3 separate regions of the Mus musculus genome follow, and regions 2 and 3 are each linked to region 1. The links are chromatin contacts, called in public HiChIP or PLAC-seq maps. All regions are on one chromosome and are shown on one strand. Each heading gives the region's core, a stretch centred on a gene start, on an enhancer-like site or on the middle of the called end of the contact. The rest is flanking DNA. Distances are from core to core; before and after follow the strand shown. Region 1 overlaps Gm35833 (a long non-coding RNA gene). Region 2 overlaps Gpr156 (G protein-coupled receptor 156). Region 3 overlaps Gpr156 (G protein-coupled receptor 156).

Region 1 (4,218 bases), core at 885-3,384:
CCCTTGCCCGACCTATACTTGCCCAGACCCCATAATTTTAGAAACATATCTTATCCACTCGCCTGCTTGATTACATCTTTCCCCAGCTGCTCCACTACTTGACCACAGTGCTCCTGTCTCCACGGAGCCCCTTCCCCATCTCTTTTCTTAGAGACCCGCCTCTCTTCCCTACCTAAGGAGCATTTCCGTCTTTGAATTTGAAACAGCATTTGAAACAGCTGTACAAGGACACAATGTTTAATTTAGGAGCTGAGTCTGTAGGAAGGGGTTCTTTGTTAGTTTCCAGAGTGATGCAAAGCTTAATTTAGAATGCAATGTAACTTTCATTGTTGTTCTTCTGGAAGTCAGAGCGATTATGGATTGTGCTGCAGAGGCAGCCTGCCTGATGATGCTCCTATTTGGCAGTACTGGGGGGAGGGAGGAGTTGTGGCAGTTTCATCTTTTATTCTCCTTCAGAGATACTGGAGAGGTGTGCAATGGGAGCATTTATATTCAGGGCAGACCTGTCTCATTCAGTCTTTGTAGCCGGCCAAGGCCCTGCAAAGGGTGCTGTTAATGCTGGATTGAGTCACATTGACTGTTTGCCCTCTACCTCCTACCTGGATCTTACACGTAGCCCTATTAGCATCTGGAACTAGGAAATGAGAGAGAGCAGCCGCCTAGTACTAGCAAGGCAAGGACTTAGACAAGACCTCAGCTTCCTTCCGTTCTTGGCTCCTGGAGAAAGCTAGCATGGCTAACTCGAAGGGTATCATGCCCTATCCAATCTAATTAGTTTCTTCCTCTCAGGGACTCATGTGACTATTAGTGGAATGGGAGGTGGGGCCATGGGATTAGGAGGGCCATCAATTAGGAGAGCCATCAATTAGGAGGCTACAATAGTCACACCACCACAGCATCAGATTTGAGAGAGAGCATGCCTCCTCAGTGCCTCTTTGAGCTTCAGGCCAAGCAGCTTCTGCTAGTTGACTGGCATACAATCTTCCGGCATTTTACAAACATGCTTAGCCATGTTTTCTAGATTCCCTAGGGTCTAAAAGCCCAGGAAGAGAATGTAATCTCTATTTTCTTCAAAGATACACACACACACACACACACACACACACACACACACACACAAGTAATTGCAAGTTTGAAGAGAAATACAAGGTTCCCCAAGAGAAATGTTCTGTAAATAAAGGTAGGTACTTGGCCTGGGGTGTGGTACATGCCTTTAATCCTAGCACTTAGGAGAAGGCAGAAAAATCAGAAATGCAAGGATAGCCTTGGATACACAGTGAGTTCAAGCCAACCTGGGCTATATGAGGCCTTATCTCAAAACAAATGAAAAGGAAAAAGTTCTGGCCCCCCCACACCCAGAGAACCTGAACCTCACAGATCAAGGGAGAGTTAGGCAGAGAGCAAAACTGCTTTTCCACTTCTTATCTGGATCACAGCAGTCCCTAACTCTAAAAATTCCATTGTGCTCTGGAACTGTTCAGGAGACTGTTGTTCAAAAATCAGAAACCCCACAACTGGAGTTATCCGCTTTAAGCTGACAGTGCCTTCTCTAAAATACCCAGGAGACCCAGTCCTGGAAGTTAAGAGACAGACCGAAGTCACTGTGGGGTAGCAAAGGGCCGCTTATGCAAAGACAAGGACTTGAAAGATGCGACCTCACGGCCACGTGGTGGCGGACTTCGCCATTTTTGCTTACCAGCGTGTTTTAGATTTTATTCAAAGTGCGGGGCTTTGATGTATTTGTCTGGGGGTGGGCTCACCCCCTTGCATTTTTCGTAGGTTTTACTAGTGACTCGAGGATAGTGAAGAGAAACAAGAAAGAAACTTAGACACAAGAAAGTCAGGAAGACAAAAGAAAGGCACGGAGCCCACAAGAGCCTGGGAAACCGATGAGAGACTTAGGAGGAGGGGGCGGGGGATTTGAGTCTACAGACTCCGGAAAACCTATTAAGGCGTCCTGGGAGAAGGTCGCTGGGTCCTTCAGGGTGGGAATCAGGCTGTCCGGGTTGAAGCCTCTCGGGATTAAGAGCTGAAGAGAAACCACAAAGGTTCATTGTTTTATTTGTGCCTTGACTTGGCTCCTGACCATCGGATCGCTGGAGTTCTGATAAACGTCCTGAGCTCCCCCTACTGGCTGCCCTGAAGAACGTTACCATCTGGATCCCAAGAGAAATAGGATTACGTAACCCCAGCTTTGACCACTTAAGACTTTTATTTTCTTTCCCAAGGTCTTGGCTTTTCCAAATCCTGCTGCCTAATGCCAGAGCTTAAATGCCCTGACTGATTGCCAAGGTCCCAAGGCCCAGAGGAGGCAGTTATGAAGGGGCCATGCTAATGGGAGGGCATGCAGGAGGGTAGCCGAACAGACTTTTTTTTTTTTTTTTTAATATGTGTCACGCAAATAAAAGTGCTGCAAAAATTCCTAAAAAGGGGGACTTTTTCTGAACTTTCATCTTCTTGCCTCAAATGTGACGCTGGCATTAAACAAGGCCTCTTTGCTTAGGGGGCGGGCCTGCCGGGTCTAGATAGGAAGCCATCCAAAATAAGCCATCCAACTCCATAGCAGCGAAGACGCACCCGGCTCTCCTTTCCTTCCCTCTCCCCTCGGTCTTAAGCTCTGCAAAAGACAGGAAGAACTGAGAACAGCAAGAGCAGAATGTTCTCTGAAAGACAGAAGAAAAAATCTCTCTCTCTCTCTCTCTCTCTCTCTCTCTCTCTCTCTCTCTCTCTCTCCCTCTCCCTCTCCCCCCTCTCTCTCTCTCTGTGTGTGTGTGTGTGTGTCTGTCTGTCTCTCCTCCCTCCTTTCCTCCCTTCCTTCTTCCCTCTCCTCATTATCTCTTCCTTTCTCTCCCCTCCCCCTCTTTGTCTCTGTCTCCCCCTCCTTCCCGGCCTCTCCCCCTCTTCTCTCGTCTCCTCTCCTTAAGGTTGATATTAAACAAGGTAGAAGCCCTGTCCTTCCTAAAGGACACAAAGGCTAGCCTTCTGTATGAGAAATGCCAAGTCCAGAGGCAGCGGTTGAGGGAGAGACAAAGAAGGACCTCCAGCGTTGAAGCAACAGGAACAGAATATAGGAGCTAGCAGCTGTTGACTGGAGCAGCCACACCCGTGGGGAGTGGTCCTGGGTTAGCAAGGGAGACCCCTGGGCAATAGGCAGAGGGTATGAGCATCACGTGAAGGAGGGGCAGATTTTCAGATGTGTGACTAGGATGCTTGTTCCCCCCGAATGGACCGTCTTATGCCCCCTCCCCTTCTCTTCAAAACCTCCTCTTCACAAATTAGCAATTTACCGGGAGAGGCACAGTGGCAGAGGCCAGCCTGGTCTGCAAAGTGAGAACCAGTCTCAAAACAAAACAAGCAACTTTCCTTTCATAAAAGAGCTATGCCTCTTTCAGGGTCCCTAAATGTCCCTAAAACATTGTTCAGGGTGGTAGCATGAGGTTATTTTCAAAGGCTCTGGGCAAACATCCAAAGGATTCCTTTTCTTTTGTTAACCTGAAGGCAAACCACCATTGGTTCACAGCCTTGCAGGGAGCAGTGCAGCTCTCCGGAAATGGCCACTTGCTCTTTCGTTCCCTCAGGACGAGGTAGCCGCCTTTCCTTTGTCCTTCTGCCAACCTCCACGTTTTCCTCTCACCATCCAGCTGGTTGACACTGGCTCCTCTTCTTTCCAGGGCTGACTTTGTGCTCTGGGTCTGCTTGCAGGGTGTTGATGTAGGAGGAGAAAAAAAAGAAAAGTGTTGTCATGTGTTCGTGGGATCCCAACACATCTGACACTCTGCAGGGATCTGGCTAAGCTAAGCGCATATTCCACAGAAGTCAAGGGGACCCTTTATTCTATCTGCAAGACACCTTTGCAAAATTCCTGGCAAATTGACAGCCTCCAAATTATACCTCCCGTTTTGAATAGCCCTTGCTTATTGTCACCGTAGAAGAGGATTTGGGGGACTTGTGAGTCCATGGGAGCAGAATGGCCTTGACAGACACTGCAAAATACAAATAATATTTATTGCCAATGAAAGATTCACAACCGAAACTAGTCAAGCTCTGCTTCGGTTGAAAGGGGGTAAAAAACAGGCAAAAGATAAATGCTCTGAGCAAGATGAAATGTCTGTGTTGCAATAGCTGAATGGATTGTAACATTTTCTAACTTGTTAGTCATAAGGTAGAAGAAACCTACTCAACTGCCCCTGCTATGGATGCCTGCCGATCATGGCCAGC
Region 2 (4,218 bases), core at 434-2,933, 310 kb before region 1:
CACAGTTCTTCCTTATCTCTGGGTCCTTGGAACTTGTTGACTGTAACCTAAGATGGCAAGTAGAATTTTGTGATGGTGATGTTAAGGCTTGGGGATGGAACAATTATTCTGGAGTATTCAGGTGGAGTCAATGTCATTACCAGAGTCCATATAAGAGAGAAGGAGGAGCCTGATGAGGGTGGTGGCGCACGCCTTTAATCTCAGCACTTGTGAGGCAGAGGCAGGCAGATCTCTGTGAGTTCCAGGACAGTCAGGGCTATACAGAGAAACCCTGTCTCAAGAATGAGAGGAGCTGGGATGGAGAGAGGGAGGAGGGCCAGAGAAGGTGGAAAGAAAGAGAAGGAAGGGCAGCCATTAGAATGCCCCATTGCTGGGTCTGAAAGGGAAGGAAGGGCCTTAAAGAAGGCAAGTAGTCTTTAAAAGCTGAAATAGTCAGGAAATGGAGTCCCCCCTTTTCTGAAAAAAAAAAAAATTGTAGATCAGGTGATACCTTGGTTTCAGTCAAATAAAGCCCATTTTTGATACTTGCCCTACAGAACTGCAAGATACTACATTTGTTCTGCTCAAAGCCATTGGCACCTATTAGAGCAGCCACAGGAACTCCTGTGGGAGTACAGCGTCATCTGTAACAGGCCACGCCGTGCTCCTAGAAGCTCAGAGCTGCAGAGGATCCAGGGGATCCCAGGTTGGTTCCCAGCACAGGAATGGTGGCTCGCAACTGTCTGTTCCGTTCCAGGGGATCTCGTACTCTGTTTTGGCTTCTGTGGGCACCAATAATGCACCTGGTACAAAGACATACATGCAGGCAAAACATTCATACACATAAAAAAATACAAATAAAGTCGACTTTAGCAAAGAGGCAAGATGGCACAGTGGGTAAGGATGCTTGCTGCTAGGCCTGGTGACCTGGGTTCAATCCCAGAGACCCCCCCCCCCTAGTGGAAGGAGAGAATTAACTTCTCCTTTGAGTTGCCCTCTGGTCTCCATCCACGCCCATGGCATGTACACACATCATACGCCCATGCACATATACGTATGCATATGCACACACACATACACACAAGTAAAATAATTTTTAAAATGATAAGATGAAAAGGGATATTCCGTCCTTGGAGCTCCTCCCACTATTGGGAGCTCTTTCTCATATTTTGTCTTATCTCTTCCGATCTGCTTGCTGCTATTCTCTCAAGACTGTCCTCCAACGCTCGTTTGATGTGAAGATGCCACAAGTTTTAGCAAAGTCTGGGGAGGCTTCCAAAGCATTCAATGCACATTGTAATTCTTCTTATGAATACTCCCTATGAGACTTAAGGAGGCGAAGGGCCCTGTGCTTCACCACATGTCCACAGTGGCTAAGATGTGACCAAAGGATACCTGAATAAGTGAAGGAAGCTTTTCTGTACAATTCTCCAGTCTTGTGGTTCCTAGATAAAGGGGACAAATCCTAAGTGTGTCGTGTACGCTGGGCAGGAAAAGCAAATGTCCTTGGAATTTTGTCTTTCGGAACGGAATGGAAGGGTGGGGGATGGGAGTTGGGGGATGGGTCACGCTCAGGTCGCAGAAGCAGGGGTTGTCTAATGGCTGGCGATGACCTCAGCGCTTGGCATCAGATACACCCAGGCATTTCCTGACAGCCCATGTGTGTACAAGCTTTTTGCCTTATATTCGCTTCACCCTGCTCTCTAGCGCTGCCTAGAGACGCTTCTAAGTCACAGCAGATCTGAAGGCTCTGGCCAGCCGGGGACTCATCTCCCTGCAGCTACCAACCGATCCTCTCCCAGGTTCCCTGGGACACTCCCATAATGTGCTCAGCTGTCTCACCGCCCTGGGGACTCAGTGTGAGTCTCACAAGGAAAGCCATGCTTCTGCCAAACATCTTTGGGCCAGAGATGAAATCAGTTTAGGGACAGACCTCGGTCATTTTTCTCTGATGAAAAGAACTTAGACCCTAAATCTACAATACTATAAGATATGGTTTAGTCTCATACCATGGTCAGTTTAAGAGGGAAAAGAGAGAGAGAGAGAAAGGGAGGGAGGGAGGAAGGAAGGGAGGGAGGGAGGGAGGGAGGGAGGGAGGGAGGGAGGGAGGGAGGGAGGGAGGGAGGGGAAGGAGGAAGCAGAATGCTTGTGTCTGAGGCTCAGGATGCACAGGGTTAGAGCGAGGAGCAGAAACCAAACTAGGACCATGCAGGGAGGTTGTGGATTCCCTCCATTTTCAAAGGGCATTTTGCTCAAATCAGAAAGCCTTTCCTTTAAAATTTCTTGGTGATAAGTTCTTTCTCCCCTTCTCCCCTTCTGCCTTCCTCCCCCCCCTTCCCTTCCTGTTTCCCTCCTCTCTCCCTCCCCCTCCTTCAGAGATGAACTTCGCCCCTAGACCGATTCTTCATATTCTTTATATTTTTTAATCAGTCTCTTATTTTTCTCTGTCTTTTGCTTCCTTCATTTCTTAGCTCAATACTTTTGTAGTGTCCAGATTGCCCACTCAGTGCTTCAGTTCAACCTAACATCATTTTTTTAAATCCCTGTTCAATATTTCATCATCTAAGACTAGATTCCTGGCCTTGTGGTTTACTTTTGTTGAAAAGAGGCAATGTCCTTGGAATCCTATTGACCAAGCAAAATAAATAGCTTGGAACATTTTCTACTGCGGAAGAAGGCATCGTCACGAAATCTTCAGAGGCTTGTTCACTTTTGTACCTGTGTGTTTTCCTTAAGAGACCTCTCCTCCTGAATGTATACCCTTACATGGAAGGAACTAGAGTCTCCTAGTGTAATAAATATAGTTTATTGATCATAAGCCGACTGCCATCACACCAGACATTACATATATTCAAGGCAGAGAGAACATAAAAGGGATATATCAACAGTCTCAGCCTGCTCCCCGTCGCCCCCAGGACAGTACAAAGTCTGTCTCTCAGAAGCCTTCTAGGCAACCTCTAGTGTTCCAAATGATGTTCTGGGGACACCTCTAGCTGTAAGGGAGGCTGACAGAGCAAATGCTTAGTTCTTTTCTAGGCAAACAAGAAAGGAAAGGAGCAGGGAAAGAAGTCTAGGAGGCCCAAAAGTTTCTCTTTGCCTCCCATCTCCCAGGAAGAAGGACCCCCACCCCCAGCCCCAACCCCTAGCCACCCCACACACACACCACCCCCACTCTTCCGGCATCCCAGACAATGAGCCTCTATTTCTAAGGGGCCTTCTTCAGCCCAGTTCCTACAACAACAAGATGCTGCAAAAGTTTCTCTGCTTATGGTACAAAGGCTGCACCCAGCCACAGAGACTCATGTAGATGCTCAAGTCCCCACCCCACCTCCTCCCGCCCCCCACCATGCTTATATTTGGTCGAATGTTTTGTTGAGAATTAGTGAGCAGAAAGGAGACTGGAGTGCCCATGCATCCGGAAGTTGACTGTAACCTTCTATCAGTCAGCAGTGGAATGAATCATTAGTTTTCACTCCAGGAAGGGGGATCAGAACGGGGCTAGCCTCAGGGGGAAGAAGAGCAGGAGAGAAAACGAAAACATCCAGTGGCTAGGTCGTTAAGGTGATGGATGAGGGCCTGCAGCCCATCAGCTCAGAAAACAACCACCAGCACTTCCCCTGGGCTTAAGGGTTCCTTCTACCTCTCTATGCCCGACCTCTGCTTCCGCCCTCCTTTATTTGATTTTATTCTTAACCTCTGCAATAGGAAATACATTAAAACCTCTCCCTTTCATAAAAAAGGAGATTCTGTGTTTCCCTCCAATAAGAAGAAAGGGAAAGCTTACTATGTAGCCAAGGATGGCCTTATCTCCTGCCTCCATCTCCCAGGTATTGAGATTATAGGGGCACACGACCACACCTGGCTAGGAAAACCATTCCCTGTCATGAAGCAGACATTTTTCTATGAACCTGCAATCCCAAATTAGAAAGGGGAGGGGGGGAAGGCTATTCTCTTGAAAGTTAGCCTGGGCTACACTGTAAGTTCCGAGGCTACGTATCAAAACATTTAAAAAGAAAAAAAAAGTCTTTTCTCTTAGACTAGTGAAAAAAAGAAAAAACTATCTCAAGGACTGAAAAGACACAAAAGAGGGGTTGATCAGAGTGGGGGCTGGGTGGGAAGTAGGGGTGAGGTCACCTCAAAAGACAGGCCCCACCATGGTAGTCCTCTTTGGCCTGACTAGGAAGCAGAACTTTCCTCTTCTAGGCACCGAGGAGGTGCAGAGGGGGCCCCAGCCCCTTC
Region 3 (4,218 bases), core at 460-2,959, 280 kb before region 1:
GCTTAAGTCTATCAGGCTGAAAACCTTCAGGGTGGGGACAGATAGGTCCAGGCTGGCTGGGACATCTTCCCCAGCACTAAGATTCTGGGCAGACAATGGGGCATCAGAAAGGAATGAACAGATCTTGACAGGTATGGTCTGCTCCCTTTAGCCTTTGCTCAGGGTATGCTGAACTGCTTTGGAGGCTCTTGGGACACATTCTCTACCTAAAGATGTGTTGACCAGATTAGGTCGCTGTCCAGGCACCGGAATGAAAACAGTCAAAAGCCCAGGCTCACGAAGCTCCACTGGGATTTAGGGCCAAGTTCTAATATCCAAAGGGTCATAGCTACTTTAATGTCCATCCAGGCTGGTGCCAGGGTCACCAGGGGTTGATCTGTAGGAGCTGTAGGAACATCTGCACAATAGAACTGTCTGGGGCTCAGTTTATAGTTTGAAGGTTGTAGATGGCCCTGCCAGAAAATGAAATTTAGTGCCAAATAAACCCAGGCTGTCAATTTTCTCAGGCCCAGAGCCAAGGAATTTTTCCAGGTTCTGGGGGAGGGGACTGAAGGGAACTTGGTTCCTTGCAATCCTAGGCTGGAGGCCATGTCACTTTGGAGTGAAAGTTCAGAAGGGAAAGAGTCATCGTGGTGTCCCAGAAACAGTGTGGCCAGTTGGTATTACTTTCTGCTCTTTCTCCTCCTCTCCTATTTTCTGTTAAAGGTCCAGGGTGTGTATTTAAAGATGTGTAGGGGAAAAAAAAAAGGTTTCTAGAAATCTATACTTACAGATAAGTGACTCCAATTTTCTAGTTCTTTTCTGCTGAGGCATGTTTTCCAACAAACAAAACATACTAATAAATCTATCAGGGGCAAGAAAGGCAGCGGGGGGACAGCTGCAGCTGCGCCATCCAGGAGTGACAATGATTAATTCCTACATCTGCTCAGTCAGATAGAAACAAAGGTCATTGTGAATAGATTAGCATGGCGATCACTGCTCCACCACTACAGAGAGACACATACATACAGACTCACACACACACAGACAGACACACAGACACACACACACAGAGAAAGAGAGGGGGGAGAGGGAGGGAGAGGGACACACACACACACACACACACACACACACGGAGGGAGGGGGAGGAAGGGGGAGGAAGGGAGAAAAGAGTCACTTGCCATCACACACAACACACACACACACACACACACACACACAGTGTGGGTGGGGGAGGGAGGAGAGTCACTTGCCATTGCCATTGAGAGCTGCAAAATTCAAAATGCTTGAAAATATGTTTACTATCTGGTGAAGTAATTTATTTTACAGATAAAAGTAAGCCCCAAGCCTCATGGGAAGAAGGGAGGCACGGGGAGGGATCAGGATTGGATTAATGTCAGACTGTTTTCAAATCTAGTTAGTACTCCAATCAAACGTGGATATTCGGTTACATTTCCAAAAGCAAAGGAAACAGGAAACGTTTGACTAAATCTTGATATGTTGATTTGGTCAGAGGAAAGGCAGCTGAATCCTTTCGAGTATCTGCCACACTATCCTACGCTTACTGTCCTGACAAAACGCCACAGAGTTGATGATTTTTTCTCACAATCCAGGAGGTTGGAAGCCCAGGATCACGTCTCAGGCAAGGCTGTTTTGTAGGGAAGCACCCCTTCTTGGCTCGAAGACAGCTGCTTGTCTGTGGAGTCCTTGCAGGCGGTTTTCTGGAGCTGCAGGTGCTTCTGCGATCTTTGCTCTTTGCACAACAGCCTTAAGGGACTAGTGCTGTGACCCAGTTTAACTTCATTTAACTTTAAAAATGCTGTCTCCAAATACAGTCACATTAGGACACATACAGTTAGTCATGTGTGAATTCAGGGGAGCACAGTGCTCATGACATCTTGAATTATTTAAATGGGGTGCTTGGAAGTTGACTCTTGGTCTTTGTGTTTCATAGTTCGTCCCCTGAAGGTACAGCTACTTCCTGTCCAGGACTCTTATAATTACAGATTCCTTTCTTTCTTTTCTTCCTCTTCCTCTTCCTCTTCCTCTCCTCTCCTTTTCTTTTTTTCCTTTTTTTCTTTTAACAAGACAAGGTTTCTCTGTGTAGCCCTGGCTGTCCTGGAAACTCACTCTGTAATTCAGGCTAGCCTTAAACTCAGAGATCCATCTGCCTTTGCCTCCCAAGTGCTGAGATTAAAGGCATGTGCCACCACTGCCCAGCCAAGAAATCTATTTTTTTTTAAAGATTTATTTATTTATTACATGTAAGTACACTGTAGCTGTCTTCAGAAGAGGGCGTCAGATCTCGTTACAGATGGTTGTGAGCCACCATGTGGTTGCTGGGATTTGAACTCTGGACCTTCAGAAGAGCAGTCGGGTGCTCTTACCCACTGAGCCATCTCACCAGCCCGAGAAATCTATTTTTTAAATGTGTAGTTTTGTGAATTACTGTAAAGCGAATATCTATGTGGTGATAACCCAAGTCCAAAAACGAAAACATTACCACCACATCATAATTGTTGCCTTTGCCTCTTGCTAAAGGCAAGACACTGCACTGACTTTAGCACTATAATTAGTGAATTCTGACTTCAAAGGGTTTCTTATGAAGGGGAAGCGTACAGTGCAGGACACTTCGTACCTGGCTTTTAAACCTGATACCTGGGTTAGCTATTTCCACTTTGGAGCCATCATTGGTAATGCAGTGGACATCCATTTACAAGTTTTGATGTGGAAGTACACTTTCATTTCTATTTCTCAGATATAGATCTAGGAATTTAATCATTGCCATTCAACATTTTGGGGGACTCTCAAAGGACATGCATAGCAACTGAACTATTTTACCTTCCCACTCATAGGACGTGAGTGTTATAACTCCACCATAAATACCCAAAACCACCGGCTAACTCTTTTATTACAGCCACCCCAGTGGGTGTGAAGTGGTGCCTTGATGCATTTTGATACATGTATCAGACTCCCGGCCCACCTACACTGTTTTCCAAGGTGGCTCAACCAATTTGCAATCTTTATCACAAGAGCGAGCTTATGCTCTGTATGAGTCTACTGTCTCGAAACACGGTGGACAGAGCTAGGTTTTTGTCTTTTTTTTTTGTTTGTCTGTTTTTTAAAAGATTCATTTATTTATTATATGCAAGTTCACTGTAGCTGTCTTCAGACACTCCACAAGAGGGCGTCAGATCTCATTACGGATGGTTGTGAGCCACCATGTGGTTGCTGGGATTTGAACTCAGGACCTTCGGAAGGGCAGTCAGTGCTCTTAACTGCTGAGCCATCTGGTTGTAAGTACTCTTCAAATTTCCAGGTAGAAGTCCTTTACCCAATATACAATTTTAAAACATTTTCTTTTTTATGATTTGTTTTCCTTTTATGTGCATTGGTGTTTTTGCCTGTGTGTCTGTCCATCTGCCCATCTGCCCATCTCTCTGTCTGTCTGTTTGTATGTCTGTCTGGGTGAAGGTGTCAGATCCCCTGGAACTGTAGTTACAGGCAGCTGTGAGCTGCTAAGTGAGTGCTGGGAATTGAACCTGGGTCCTCTGGAACAGCAGGTAGGACAGTATCTGGCTCTTAACCACTGGGCTACTTCTGCAGCCCCTTCATTCAATAAGCTCACTTCACTTTCTTCATGATGCTCTTTGGAGGCCAATAGAAAAGCTATTGTTGTTTTAAGATTACATATTTAGGGCTCGTGAAATGGCTCAGTGGGTAAGAGCACCAACTGCCCTTCCGAAGGTCCTGAGTTCAAATCCCAGTAACCTCATGATGGCTCACAATCACCCATAATGAGATCTGACGCCCTCTTCTGGGGTGTCTAAAGACAGCTACAATGTATTTACATATAATAAATAAATAAATCTTTTTAAAAAAAGATTACATATTTAATTATTTGTATGTGCAGGGTGGGGTGGGGGGCAGGGAGTCTGGAAGATAGGTGCAGGTGCCTGAGATCAGAGGCATTATATCTTCTGAAACTGGAGCTACAAGCAACTGTGAGCCCCCCACCTGGTATGGGGGCTGAGAACTGAACTCTGGCCCTTTGCAAGAGCAGTGTATTCTCAACCCCTGAGCTGTCTCTCCATCCTCTAGGGCAGGCACAGAAGTTTTACCTTTGGTGATCTTGAACTTATTTTTATTTTATTATGGGTGCTTTTGTTGCCATTTAGTGGAGTCTTTTGATAAACAAGTTTTTTTTTTGCATTTATTTGGTGTATGTGTGCACACATG

Evidence for each region. HiChIP or PLAC-seq counts read pairs in DNA pulled down with a chosen protein or histone mark.
Region 2: a contact with region 1 is called in an H3K27ac HiChIP or PLAC-seq map of neural progenitor cells, with 3 times the contacts expected there. The contact joins two enhancer-like sites. A contact is called at or near these places in 5 of 115 datasets of contacts at active chromatin or transcription factors (bone marrow-derived macrophages, embryonic stem cells, kidney and 1 more).
Region 3: a contact with region 1 is called in an H3K27ac HiChIP or PLAC-seq map of stem cell-derived neural progenitor cells, with 4 times the contacts expected there. The contact joins two enhancer-like sites. A contact is called at or near these places in 3 of 39 promoter capture datasets (hippocampal neurons, liver and stem cell-derived epiblast-like cells), 1 of 15 datasets of contacts at CTCF or cohesin (the NIH/3T3 cell line), 35 of 484 Hi-C or Micro-C datasets (the 3T3-L1 cell line, the AML12 cell line, B cells and 22 more), 11 of 115 datasets of contacts at active chromatin or transcription factors (acute myeloid leukemia, bone marrow-derived macrophages, embryonic hindbrain and 7 more) and 1 of 9 other capture datasets (embryonic stem cells).

What each region holds. Positions count from the first base shown.
Region 1 is chr16:37,682,782-37,686,999 of GRCm38.p6, reverse strand. It overlaps Gm35833 (a long non-coding RNA gene), which reads right to left. Exons shown (of 3, transcript XR_876061.1): 2 at 3,493-3,692; 3 at 1,702-2,617. Among named protein-coding and RNA genes, the nearest start is that of Gm35833, 4.1 kb to the right of the region's middle. Within about 2 kb of position 2,134, at least 216 of the 459 cell types and tissues checked have an H3K27ac peak or open chromatin away from gene starts, as enhancers often do. A contact at or near this core is called in the HPC-7 cell line, brown adipocytes, kidney and 6 more, where this site is marked.
Region 2 is chr16:37,992,291-37,996,508 of GRCm38.p6, reverse strand. All of the region lies in intron 8 of Gpr156 (G protein-coupled receptor 156), which reads right to left. Among named protein-coding and RNA genes, the nearest start is that of Gm36225, 6.1 kb to the right of the region's middle. Within about 2 kb of position 1,683, at least 142 of the 459 cell types and tissues checked have an H3K27ac peak or open chromatin away from gene starts, as enhancers often do. A contact at or near this core is called in neural progenitor cells, where this site is marked.
Region 3 is chr16:37,960,887-37,965,104 of GRCm38.p6, reverse strand. The region is part of intron 3 of Gpr156 (G protein-coupled receptor 156); the gene reads right to left. Among named protein-coding and RNA genes, the nearest start is that of Gm36225, 25 kb to the left of the region's middle. Within about 2 kb of position 1,709, at least 80 of the 459 cell types and tissues checked have an H3K27ac peak or open chromatin away from gene starts, as enhancers often do. A contact at or near this core is called in the HPC-7 cell line, brown adipocytes, kidney and 6 more, where this site is marked.